Linked DNA regions of Danio rerio: all the other regions are linked to region 3. Evidence: chromatin contacts called from public Hi-C and HiChIP or PLAC-seq data. All regions are on one chromosome and are shown on one strand. Each heading gives the region's core, a stretch centred on a gene start, on an enhancer-like site or on the middle of the called end of the contact. The rest is flanking DNA. Distances are from core to core; before and after follow the strand shown.

Region 1 (4,131 bases), core at 1,372-3,871, 200 kb before region 3:
CAAAACATTATGTAATTGGTGAGTGACATTTCAAATTGATCTCTCTCTTTATTATGTTGCAGTGCTGTATTTATACCATATAATTGTAATGTATTGAGTGCAAGATGGAACTCACATATCTGGAATGTGTGTATTTTGAGTTGGCCAGTCTTTGTATAATCCTAAATTACTTTTTGGTTGGGCATCTGTTTGTTTAAAATGAGTCTCCTGTTTTCTTTACTGCAGACTAGTCAGTAAAAACAAATAAATAAGAAATGTCCGCATGTGTTTAGTGTTTTTCCTTATCGCAAACACAACAGTTATCTGGGAGTGATTATGTTGTTTTGACTTTTTTGGAGTTATTTATTATGATTTCTCAATCACAACAGAAAAATACAGGGAAATCTCTATAGACTGATGCCATTTCATACTGTTCAGCCTTATAATCTTAAAATGTCAGCAAAATCACCTGTTTTGTCATCACTTTAGATATTACCCTAGAGAATCATTTAAATACTAGCTCTAAAATGACGTTGGTAAAGACTGATCGGACGTTAGCGGCAGATGTGAAAGAATGGGGGAAGAAAGTAATTCCTCGTAAAAAAGGAATTTTACGTGCTTGATTTTCTTTTTTTATAAACACGATTAGGCTATCAAACTGTTGTCTAAATACAAGATCACACTCGTAGCAGTGGGATATGAATGTATATCATCACTGGTGGGACGATAAGGCACTCGACCTGCATCGTATATATTATATTATATTATATTATATTATATTATATTATATTATATTATATTATATTATATTATATTATATTATATTATATTATATTATATTATATTATATTATAGGTGACGCAGTGGCGCAGTAGGTAGTGCTGTCGCCTCACAGCAAGAAGGTCCCTAGTTCGAGTCTCGGCTGGGTCAGTTGGCGTTTCTGTGAGCTTGCATGTTCTCCCTGCGTTTGCGTGGGTTTCCTCCGGGTGCTCCGGTTTCCCCCACAAGTCCAAAGACATGCGGTACAGGTGAATTGGGTAACTTAAATTGTCCATAGTGTATAAGTGTGAATGAGTGTGTATGTTTCCCAGAGATGGGTTGCAGCTGTAAGGGCATCCGCTGTATAAAACATATGCTGGATAAGTCGGCGGTTCATTCCGCTATGGCGTCCCTAGATAAATAAAGGGACTAAGCCGAAAAGAAAATGATTTAATGAATATTATATTATGAATTATATATGATAATTATTAGACCTCCTTTGAATTTGTTTTTCTTTTTTAAATATTTTCCAAATGATGTTTAAAAGAGCAAGAAATTCATCACAGTATGTCTGATAATATTTTTTTCTTCTGGAGAAAGTCTTATTTGTTTTATTTCAGCTAGAATAAAAGCAGTTATAATTTTTTTGTAATACAATTTTAAGGACAAAGTTATTAGCTACTTTAAGCAATTTTTTCCCCGACTGTCTACAGAACAAACCTGCCAAATTAACCAAATTTACCAAGTTAAGCCTTTAAATGTCACTTTAAGCTGTATCGAAGTGTCTTGAAAAATATCTAGTCAAATAATATTTACTGTCATCATGGCAAAGATAAAATAAATCAGCTATCAGAGATGAGTTATTAAAACTATTATGATTAGAAATGAGTTAAAAAAAAAATCTTTTCTCCGATAAACAGAAATTGGGGAAAAAATAAACAGGGAGTCTAAGAGTTCAGAGGGGCTAATAATTCTGACTTCAACTGTATATATATATATATATATATATGCACACACACAACTTATAGCAAATATTAAATAATATAATATTTTAATTATGATATTACATTTTTACAATAAATATCGTGTTAATGTTAAACATTTTTGCTTCACTAATTTAATAATATTATTTACTCATATTTTGTATGTTAATAGCCAAAAATACAATTTTAAGAATATTACATGAAGATATTTTGTCAATTTAAATAAAAAAAAACTTAATTTGGACAACTTTAAAGACACTTTGTTTCAATATTTAGAATTTTTTCTCTCAGATTTCAGATTTTTAAATAGTTCCTAATATCCTAACAAACCAATGATCATTGAAAAGCTTATTTATTCAGCTTTCAGGTGATGTATATAGATGAACTGTGATACTGATGTTTAAAGAGAAATAAGTTATGACTGATTTTATGGTCCAGGGTCACATATGAACATTGTTTATATTATTATTTAATTTTAGCCAAAAATGAATGTATAACATTTATTAAAAGGCTTGAAGTCTCCTACAAAAGAGGTGTTAGACATTCTATCTCCAATCACAATTAAAATCCAGCATCGCAAATGTCAATGCACTTCTGAACGGCACACGACTCTGGTATTTACTCTTTTGTTTTTTTATTTTCATATTGGTTCAGACTGTGGGCTGGAGGGGGAGTTCATCACACCCTGACGGTGACCCACACAAACCCAGTCGACTCTGGGGAGTAAAGCTGCGGTCTAGCTCACCTTTAAAGACAGCGCTGGTTCAATAACAGCGGCAGAGAAGCTTCACACATGCATCCGATATTTCAGCGGCTCTTTTGCTGATCAGACTGAAATGGGAACAATTAGGTGAGTGAAACACTGCATAGATTAACAAGACGGAGCCTCCCAGGGTCTGCTCCAGCTGTCACGCTTTTCACAATCTATCTGCCCCAATTCCCTTCCAAATCCCCCTCGTCTCCCCACTTTTGGCTGCAGGGGAACGAAGGGGGAGCAGACGGAGGAGGGGAAGAGGCAATGCCCGCTTTTAAAGAGGAGGAGGAGGAGGACACTTGGAGCCCTGCCATCTTTTTTTTAATTGAAGTTTTTATTGATTTTCTGCAAGGTTGGTAACAGCCTTATTTACAATGAAATTATATGAAAGATTACAAGTTTAAGCACACTTTACAGGTCAACATATAGAGAATACCAGAAAAAGCAGAGTGAGATTTTAACGTTTTAATTAAATGTTAAATAAATGTCTTTATTTTACTGAATTATTTGTTATTTTGTATATTTTGAAATCTAATGGTAAAATTAGACAAATGTCTAATATAAGTAAGTCATATTTCATATAAATTTTTATTGATTTACTGGAAGGTTGTTAACAGCCCTTTATAAAATGTACACTCAAGAAAATAACTCATTGGATGAACTCAATTTAATTGAGGGCAGAATTTACATCCAATAAAATTGTTTAGCACCAACTACAAAACAACTATTTACACAATTAAATGCAGCTGAGCTGCTCCAACATAATTTTATCAAATAAAAGTTGAAATACATTTGTATTTTTATTTAACTTTAACTCAAAGGTCTGATAATATCGTTTATGTTTATTATGTGTCGTATATTTTGAAGTCTCATAGAAAATTTGAATTTTGAAGTCTCTTAGAAAATTCACAATAAAACTATGAGACATTTTTAAGCGTATTTCATGAGTTACAGACAGTTACAGACTGATCTCAGAACTAATTTGATGCAAAACTAATGTGAGCAAAATCACCTGTTTTTTCATCACTTTAGACATTACGCTAGAGAATCATTCAAATTGAAAGGGCGGAAAAAAGTAATTCCACGTACAAAGGGTTTTAAGTCTCTGTGTTAGATTTTCTTTTTTAAATACACAATTATGCTGTCGAACTGTTGTATAAACACAAAATTAAACGCGTAGCAGTGCGCTATGGCTAATTTTAGGACAGTTATTGCTCACTGAGCAAAGCAACAAGCTGTATTTTTTCCTATTAAGCTGCCAACACCCAAAGCATGGGTGCTTCTGCAACCAAAACTCAAAGCATTACATGAAAATCTTCTAAATCTTCAATGAAAATGAAAATGAAACTCTAACAAGTCTTTTTATCAACTATAAACACGTGAGATTACTTTTATTGTCAACATTTTGCTCTCTTAATTAGGGGTGTCAAAATTAATTGTTTATTAGGTGCACCGCGATGCAGACACGGACAATTCGGCATCAGTTCAGTATTAATCATAACCGGTTATTATGTACTGACGTCATTTATTTCTAATGCGCTCTGTCGCGAGGGAGGTGAGCACAAGTATTTACAACACTCAGCCAACTTAGGGCCGGCCCGAGGCATAGGCACCATAGGCAAATAGCCATAGCGCCAGGGGGGCGCCAGAAATGAG
Region 2 (3,645 bases), core at 224-2,723, 130 kb before region 3:
TGTTTCTTTTTATTATACCGGCTGTCTATTTACCTCAGTGTGGATGGCTTTTCTTCTGTTACCAGTTTGTCCAGTGGCTCGCCGTGTACATCATCAAACTTGAGAGGTCGAGACATTTTAATTGCAACGATGGGGTTCAAGTCTGGGGAAGCAAGGTTCCAGAAAGCAGGTAAAACAAAAACAAAAGCCAAAAAAAATAAAATAAACAACTAAATAATGTGGTGAGAACATGGTGAGATCTGAAAACATGGTAAAAGTTAGGTAGCCGCAAGGGCTTTACTTTTTCTGGATTGCTTTTATAGATACTGTTGGTTGGGTTTAGGCAAGTGGTTGATCGGGTCAATCATTGCTTTTAAAAACACTATTGGTTGGGTTGAGGGAAGTGGTTGATCGGGTCAATCGGTGCTTTTGAAAACACTATCGGTTGAGTTTAGGGAAGGGGTGGGTGGGGTGATTGGTCAGTCGGATGTCTGTCAGTCGACAGTGGCCTCTGGTGGATTGATGCAAAAACAGCAGACACAAATGGCACTCGCGAGAAAAATTTGAGATCTGAAAAAGTGTACACTGCGTATATAGGGATATAAATATCTGTATAGAGGGTTATGAATCAATAATGAGCCTAGGTTGAATAAATGGCCCATATAGAGATTCTTATAGGTAAATAAAATCAATATAAAAAAATCACAATAAAAACAATGCTTAATAATATTTAAATTGCTTATTTTAATTAGTAGTTATTAGTTATTATTATTAGTAGTATCATAATAATAACAAAAACAACAATAATTGTTATTAACATTATACTTTTATATAATTGTGATAGAAACTAAAATATTATTTTATTTATTTGAATTATACTGATAATTGCTGTTGTTATAATAATAATAATATATTTTATATATTATTGTTATTATTATTATTTTAATATTATTCATTCATTCGTTTATTTTCTTTTCGGCTTATTCCCTTTATTTATTTTAATATTAATTTACTGTAATAAATCAAGGCAAAGACAATCAAAACTAAAGAGCCCCAAAACTAAAAAAGTTAGTTATAAAACAGAATCAAATGTTTACTTTCATATTTCTATGCATTGTGCATCAGAAAGCTAAAAATGCCAACACTGTATCCATGCCTGCAGTTGTGCCAGTTCCAGCAATGCAAATCAAAAACTACAACACACAAACCGATGAAAACATGATTCTACATGTGCCAGACTGCCTTGAAGGTCTTGTCCTAATTTAAGTTTTTGCTTGTAGCATTTAACACCTCCTCAGTTAGCATCTCTTTCTTTCCATCCGCTGCACTGTAGCTGTGCCTCACTGCATGGAAACTTTCACCCCCCCATCCTTGACACTCACACACCCACATGCACACAAACACACGACACACAGAGCAGTGGGTGGAAGGGGAGGAGACTGTGTCTGCTAAGGTTGAGCTGTTTACAGTGTGGGTTTATAAAACAGCAGACGAGGGGGGGCGTCTCTACAAAGAGGCAGGAGGAACGGCAGACGAGGATAGAGAGAGTGACGGAGAGGATAGAGAGCGTCTGAGAGAGAGGATCCGCATGCGGGACAGAGGAAGAAAACAGCAGGCAGACGCTGGACAGCTTTTTTTTTGACTTGCACCACAACTGCTACAGCAGAGGAAATGCTTATATGAAGAGAAAAAGTAATTGTGCATAGTAAGCAGAAGCTGTCTTCGCTTGTATTGTAAGTACCAAACATTTATCTCAAAATTACATATATAATTATATGTGTACATATATATATATATATATATATATATATATATATATATATATATATATATAGTAACAAGAGTAGCAATATTAATGTAGTACAGTGATAGTATATTTAAAAAGTAGTACTATAATAAAGTAATATTAAAACTTATCAGAAATAAATGTTTACATACATTGTGTGCATTTACAGTGTGCATTTTATACGTTTACATATATTTTTGTTATCATTAATATTATCATAAACAATTATTAAACACTTGGTACTGTGTATAACAACACACAACACATATTACATCTTAAGAAATCAGCACAATGTCATTTATATTTAACAAACAAGTTTATAAGAGGTCACTGAAGGCATATCTGTCCCTATTTCAGGATAAAAGCTGGAATTGGTGAGTTGCTGCATCTTAGAGTGTCTCGTCATGGATGACTCTAGGGAACCTACTGAATAGATCTCAGCGCTGCATCATGGTTCAGCAAAGAACCCACAAATACTCGTCAGTCATGGACAGCAATTCAAGCAGGGAGGTGTTTGTGGGACTGGCGGCTGAGGACGATGCCGAGGTGTTTGGACATGTACCTTCTAACAAAGACCCCAACTGGTGCAAAACTCCAACTGGGCACATCAAAAGACCAATGAACGCTTTTATGGTCTGGTCTCAGATTGAGAGACGGAAGATCATGGAGCAATGGCCTGATATGCACAATGCAGAGATTTCAAAGCGCCTTGGGAAACGCTGGAAACTACTGCCTGACTATGAGAAGATACCCTTTATCAAAGAGGCCGAAAGACTGCGTCTAAAGCACATGGCTGACTATCCTGACTACAAGTACCGGCCCAGGAAGAAAAGCAAGGGCTCAACCCCTGTCAAACTTGGTGAGAAGTTGCCTATGAAATCCAGCAAGCCCCTTCCAGGAAGATCTTCCGGGCTCTCCTGCAAAGGGCTTAAGATCAAACCTGCTTCTTCAAAGCATAAAATGAACTTTAGTAGCAATAAATACAAGAGCTACAGTGAGAGCATGAGCGACGACGACACCATGGATGTAAACCTAGAAAGTCCAGTGACTCAGCAAGACGATCGCAACACGTCAAGTCACTTTGTCCTTCACCAGCAGGCTACTGTTCAATCTGAGGACCAGCAACCAATTCCTGAGCTCAGAGTGAAAGTGCCCATCTCTCAAACCAGCAGCATCCAGAGTCTCTCCTCGGACAGCGAATGCCAGGCTTTCCCAGAGTCCACGACGAGCGAACCACGAGGGTCCACATCTGGAAGATCTTCCACTCCGACCTCGACCAGCTCCTCCTCTTTGGTGTCGTCAGCATGTTCGGATGAGGAACTGGACGAGGAACTCTTGCATATAATTTCCAACAGTATGCCTATGGACTGTTCCGCTCTGGACAAGGACTTTGAAGCATTTAACGCCAACTCAGGATCTCATTTTGACTTCCCAGATTACTGCACTCCAGAGGTGAATGAAATGATTTCTGGGGACTTGCTCGTGCCCAGCATCTCAGACCTAGTGTTCACCTACTGAATTTGAGTCTTCGTAATGTGGTCAGGCCTGCATAGCTGCCAAGTTGAAAATATGTTGTCCATGTTGTACTTGGACAATTCCTTTTTTTCCATGTGTTTATTTTTCTCAATGAATTCCGTAAGTGCTATTGCTTTCCTTTCCAAGCATGTCACATCTTGTTGGTTTAGCGAACACACACACAGGGGTTTGCAGAGCTGTTCGTCAGAGAAGACATTTAGATTTTGTTTAACACTTCAGAAGCAGCAGGGTGTAATTCTTGGAGAAAATGTCTCTCACCAGCTGTTTTTAAACTCCAAGTATCTTAATGGGAAGCAAAGATCAAACAAAAATGACAATTTTGTCATCGTTTATTGACCTGCATG
Region 3 (3,715 bases), core at 212-2,711:
GTCTATAAGAAATATTTAGCAGCTGCTATAACCAGAATTTATATAGTTTAAAAAGCATGTCAGTCAATCTGTTTTGCACATTTTGAAAGTTTACATTGATTAAGAGTTTAAAAGTGTATATTAAATAAATCATAATAAAATGTCTGATTAATAGGCTATATTTGCATTTCAACGAGGTCTCAATTTGACATCAATATAACATCTATTAGCCCATCTTTCCAATGAGGTATATGTTTCTCTTTATCAGACATCTACCTGCATGTCAGCCTGACAAACACTTGATGTGTAACACCACCATTGGTATTGAGTCATACACAGGGGTGGGGCATTAATCTTCACAACGGCTAAAAAAGGACAAACATAACGTTTAAACAGCAACATAACACGGGTTACCCTTTCACGAACACATTACCACATTATTTCCTTCGTTATGTTCCCTAGCTCGCTGTTCAATTTCAATCTATCAACAGCACATGTGTGCACAAAATACTCGGTGCTTTTCCACAGAGTCGAGCTTTTATGGTCAGTTCGGCGTGTTTACTGTTTAAAACCGGCTAAAACCTCTCCATTAAACGCCACGCTTTGTGTTCGCAATCCTCCCCTAGCAAACTTCAACAGTAGTGCATACTATTGCGAAGCTCTGTACTCGATGTCGTCAGACCAGAGGGGGCGGAGTCAGGATGTCGCAATCTTACTAAGAACAGCATCATCGAGTCAGGCTGGTGTAACACACTGAGCATATTAGACGTGCCCAGCCGAATTGAGACTTTACAGTCGGACGTTCAGGCTGAGGGGCCACGTCTGATTTGTGATCTCATCACTAAAGGGACCTTTATTTCGGCATCAATCAAAAAGACCAACTACAGGATTACTTTTCCATTTGTGGCTGTCACCAAAACGGACGCGTCCTCTAGTTATAACTTTCTTCAGACTATTCCTTGTTTGTTTTGTCGTATGGCTAAACTTACAGTTAACTGCGTTTAAGAACGTCGTATCAAGTTTTATTAACCCGAAACTCATCGCGAATGATCTCCAACTCCATCCGACCACAGAGCGACGTTTCACCATCAGCAAGAGCCAGGGAAATATTGTCCATGCAGGACGCGTTCATTCAGCGGGAATAAGGAACAAAGACATCCGTGCCAACAACTGAAGAGCTCTTGGGGTTGCCGCCAGACTCACAAGTATCAATTTGCTCAACTCACAAGACAAAGAAGAAGACATAATAACAACGAAAAGAAGCTAAACGTGCACGAATATCTTGCAAAACGCAGTAAACGTGGATTCTTTACAAATCGCGTGTCCTTTCAAACTGACTCATATTTATTCTCCTTTCACTGGGGACGACTTTTCGGTCTTATGCAAAAAATCTTATTAACTACAGCTGAAAGTTTTCAAGTGCTCCTTTCATAATACTTAATGTTTTTTTTTCCGCCGGTGGAAATGTTCTCTGACAAGTAGACACAACTAAGTGCGCCTGTAGTTTTCATTGTTCTGTTTTGGAGAGGAGCGGGTCCTTTGTCTAAAGCAGCGAGGTAAGTCACTCCTGTGAACCTTCAAACGTCACATTAATAACTGTAAATCACGACTTGGTGCTTCCAACCAAGATTTGAGTCAATTAATGATCAACTTTCCCATTTAAAACATTATTAAGAAAGACTTTGTGTGGTTGAAGATTATATAAAAAAAGTAGCGTTGAGCTGAACTTTGTGAACTTGCACTTCACACAATAACATTAAGTCTTTTAAAAGTATTTACACTTATTTGTAATTTGGAGAACAAATATTTGTATGATGTAACCTATTGGTTTACACATACGCTGATAAATGCTGGCTTTGGAATTTTAGGTTCGAGTCCGACGTGACCTGGTTCAAGTTACATTTGACCTCACACATGCTTTTGTTTACTTAGTGTATTCTTATGAATTCTGACACAATGTTTTAATAGCCTACATAAATAAACTTTGTTTAAACAATACTGAAGTGGAAGAAACTTGGCTACGTCATTTTATGACGTACGCTTGAATGTGTAATAACTTAAACACTGTATGAGTCACAGGCGCCGAGCAACATTTCGAACGGAACTTGAGTCAGTATGATCAAGCAGCACTCCTCATCACATAGTCATTCAGCAGTTTTAAATTACCTCCTTTCATTACACAACATTAATGAACCTCCCGTTCTTGTTTAGTTAGTTAGTTTGTTTGAGATAATGTCCCACGGTTACTCAGTGTTCAAGTGTGGTGCAACACTCAAAAGTACTCAGTTTGGCATTTTTTTTCATGTCACCTTTGTGAATGGACTCGTGTTTATTGGTTTCTAAAAAGAATAGTTCACTTAAAAGTCTGAAGTTTGTAATCATTTATTAATATTTCATTGTTTTTATATATGAATGAGCTTATCTCTTGTGTTATATCTTGTATTTTGAAGAAAGATGAAAACCTGTAACCTTCATAGTATTTTTCCTGCTGTGGAAGTCAATGGTTGCATTTGTTCAGCTTTGTTCAAAAATCCTCTTGTTTTTGTTACACAAGAAAGAAACTCAGAAAGATTTGAAGTTACTTAAAGGTGAAAACATTTTTTAAGTTGACTATCTGATTAAGCAAAGGCTTTTCAAATTGGGGTCCAGGAACATTCTGGGCCAACAGGGTGCTTCTTGCTCTGGGCATGTGTTCAGAGCATAAAAGTTGTAAAATAAATAAATAAATATATGAAGAGTTCAGATGCAAAAACCTCTAATTGCCATCTGAATACTAGGATGACAAAAATAAGTTCTTTTCCTGGTCTTTATTGTGAAATAACACAAGCAAAAGAGGCTGAGAAAAAATCATTTTCGACTGAAGTTTCAGACGGCACTTAGAGGTTTTTGCATCTGAAGTCTTCATACATTAGTGTAAAAGAAATGTAAAATATGTATTTCATATATCTAAATTACATTTGAGTGTCTGTCAACAGGAATAATCACATTTAAGGGTTTCAAACACCTGTTCAATCTTGTTGTCACAAGGTCATGAACTCATCCGTTTCTTTCATTTATTTTGATCACAGATGAGTATGAACCTGTCAACTCCTACACCTCCACTGCGACTGAAGCGAGTTGACTTTGAGGACTCTCACAGCAATGATACCTTCAAATGCAAGCGCCGTAGACTCAGTCAGCCTCCTTCCCCAGGTCTTGCGCCCTGCCTTCGCCCCCTGTCACAAAGCCTTGAACAGCCAGGGTCTGAAAAGCACCACGTCTCCCGGATCGGACCATACATCCTCCTGGAGGCCACAGAAGTAGCTCAAACCTTCAGAGCGGTTCATCAGGTCACAGAACAGGAATACACATGCAAAGTAAGTACAGATGCATTATAAAAGCACACATTTCTAATCACAGTTTTATATAATGAAAATCAATAATGCTGATATTTTGTTATGTCTCCACCAGGTGTTTTCCATGAAGAAGTATCATGAGTTCATTGCGCCCTACACTCGTCTGCTTCCACACAGCAACATCTGCAAGATTTCAGAGGTGGTGTTAGGGGAAAACAACGTGTACATCTTTTTCGAGCGCAATTATGGAGACATGCATTCGTATGTGCGCACCTGCAAGCGGTTGCAGGAGGACGAGGCTGTGCGTCTGTTCACTCAGATGGCATCAGCTGTAGCACACTGTCATGAGAACGGTGTCATTTTACGAGACCTCAAACTACGCAAGTTTGTGTTCACCGATC

What was found. Hi-C and Micro-C count contacts between places; a contact is called where the count stands out from the background. HiChIP or PLAC-seq counts read pairs in DNA pulled down with a chosen protein or histone mark.
Region 1: a Hi-C map of an unstated tissue shows a contact between it and region 3, with 2.7 times the contacts expected there. The contact joins the enhancer-like site here to the promoter of trib3 in region 3. A contact is called at or near these places in 4 of 18 Hi-C or Micro-C datasets (caudal fin, embryo, hematopoietic stem cells and 1 more) and 1 of 4 datasets of contacts at active chromatin or transcription factors (embryo).
Region 2: an H3K4me3 HiChIP or PLAC-seq map of gastrula embryo shows a contact between it and region 3, with 3 times the contacts expected there. The contact joins the promoter of sox12 here to the promoter of trib3 in region 3. A contact is called at or near these places in 1 of 18 Hi-C or Micro-C datasets (hematopoietic stem cells) and 2 of 4 datasets of contacts at active chromatin or transcription factors (embryo and gastrula embryo).

Annotation. Positions count from the first base shown.
Region 1 is chr11:26,305,236-26,309,366 of GRCz12tu, reverse strand. LOC141376608 (a long non-coding RNA gene) reads left to right here. Exons shown (of 3, transcript XR_012387166.1): 2 at 2,376-2,571; 3 at 2,701-4,131. It also overlaps a transcript of pnp4a not described here. Among named protein-coding and RNA genes, the nearest start is that of pnp4a, 33 kb to the left of the region's middle. Within about 2 kb of position 2,621, at least 6 of the 62 cell types and tissues checked have an H3K27ac peak or open chromatin away from gene starts, as enhancers often do.
Region 2 is chr11:26,240,603-26,244,247 of GRCz12tu, reverse strand. sox12 (SRY-box transcription factor 12) reads left to right here and starts at 1,473. Exons shown (of 2, transcript NM_001030278.2): 1 at 1,473-1,712; 2 at 2,123-3,645. The coding sequence starts at 2,174. The coding sequence ends at 3,283. It also overlaps a transcript of pnp4a not described here.
Region 3 is chr11:26,107,242-26,110,956 of GRCz12tu, reverse strand. trib3 (tribbles pseudokinase 3) reads left to right here and starts at 1,461. Exons shown (of 4, transcript NM_212869.1): 1 at 1,461-1,535; 2 at 3,048-3,335; 3 at 3,430-3,715. The coding sequence starts at 3,048. It also overlaps a transcript of pnp4a not described here.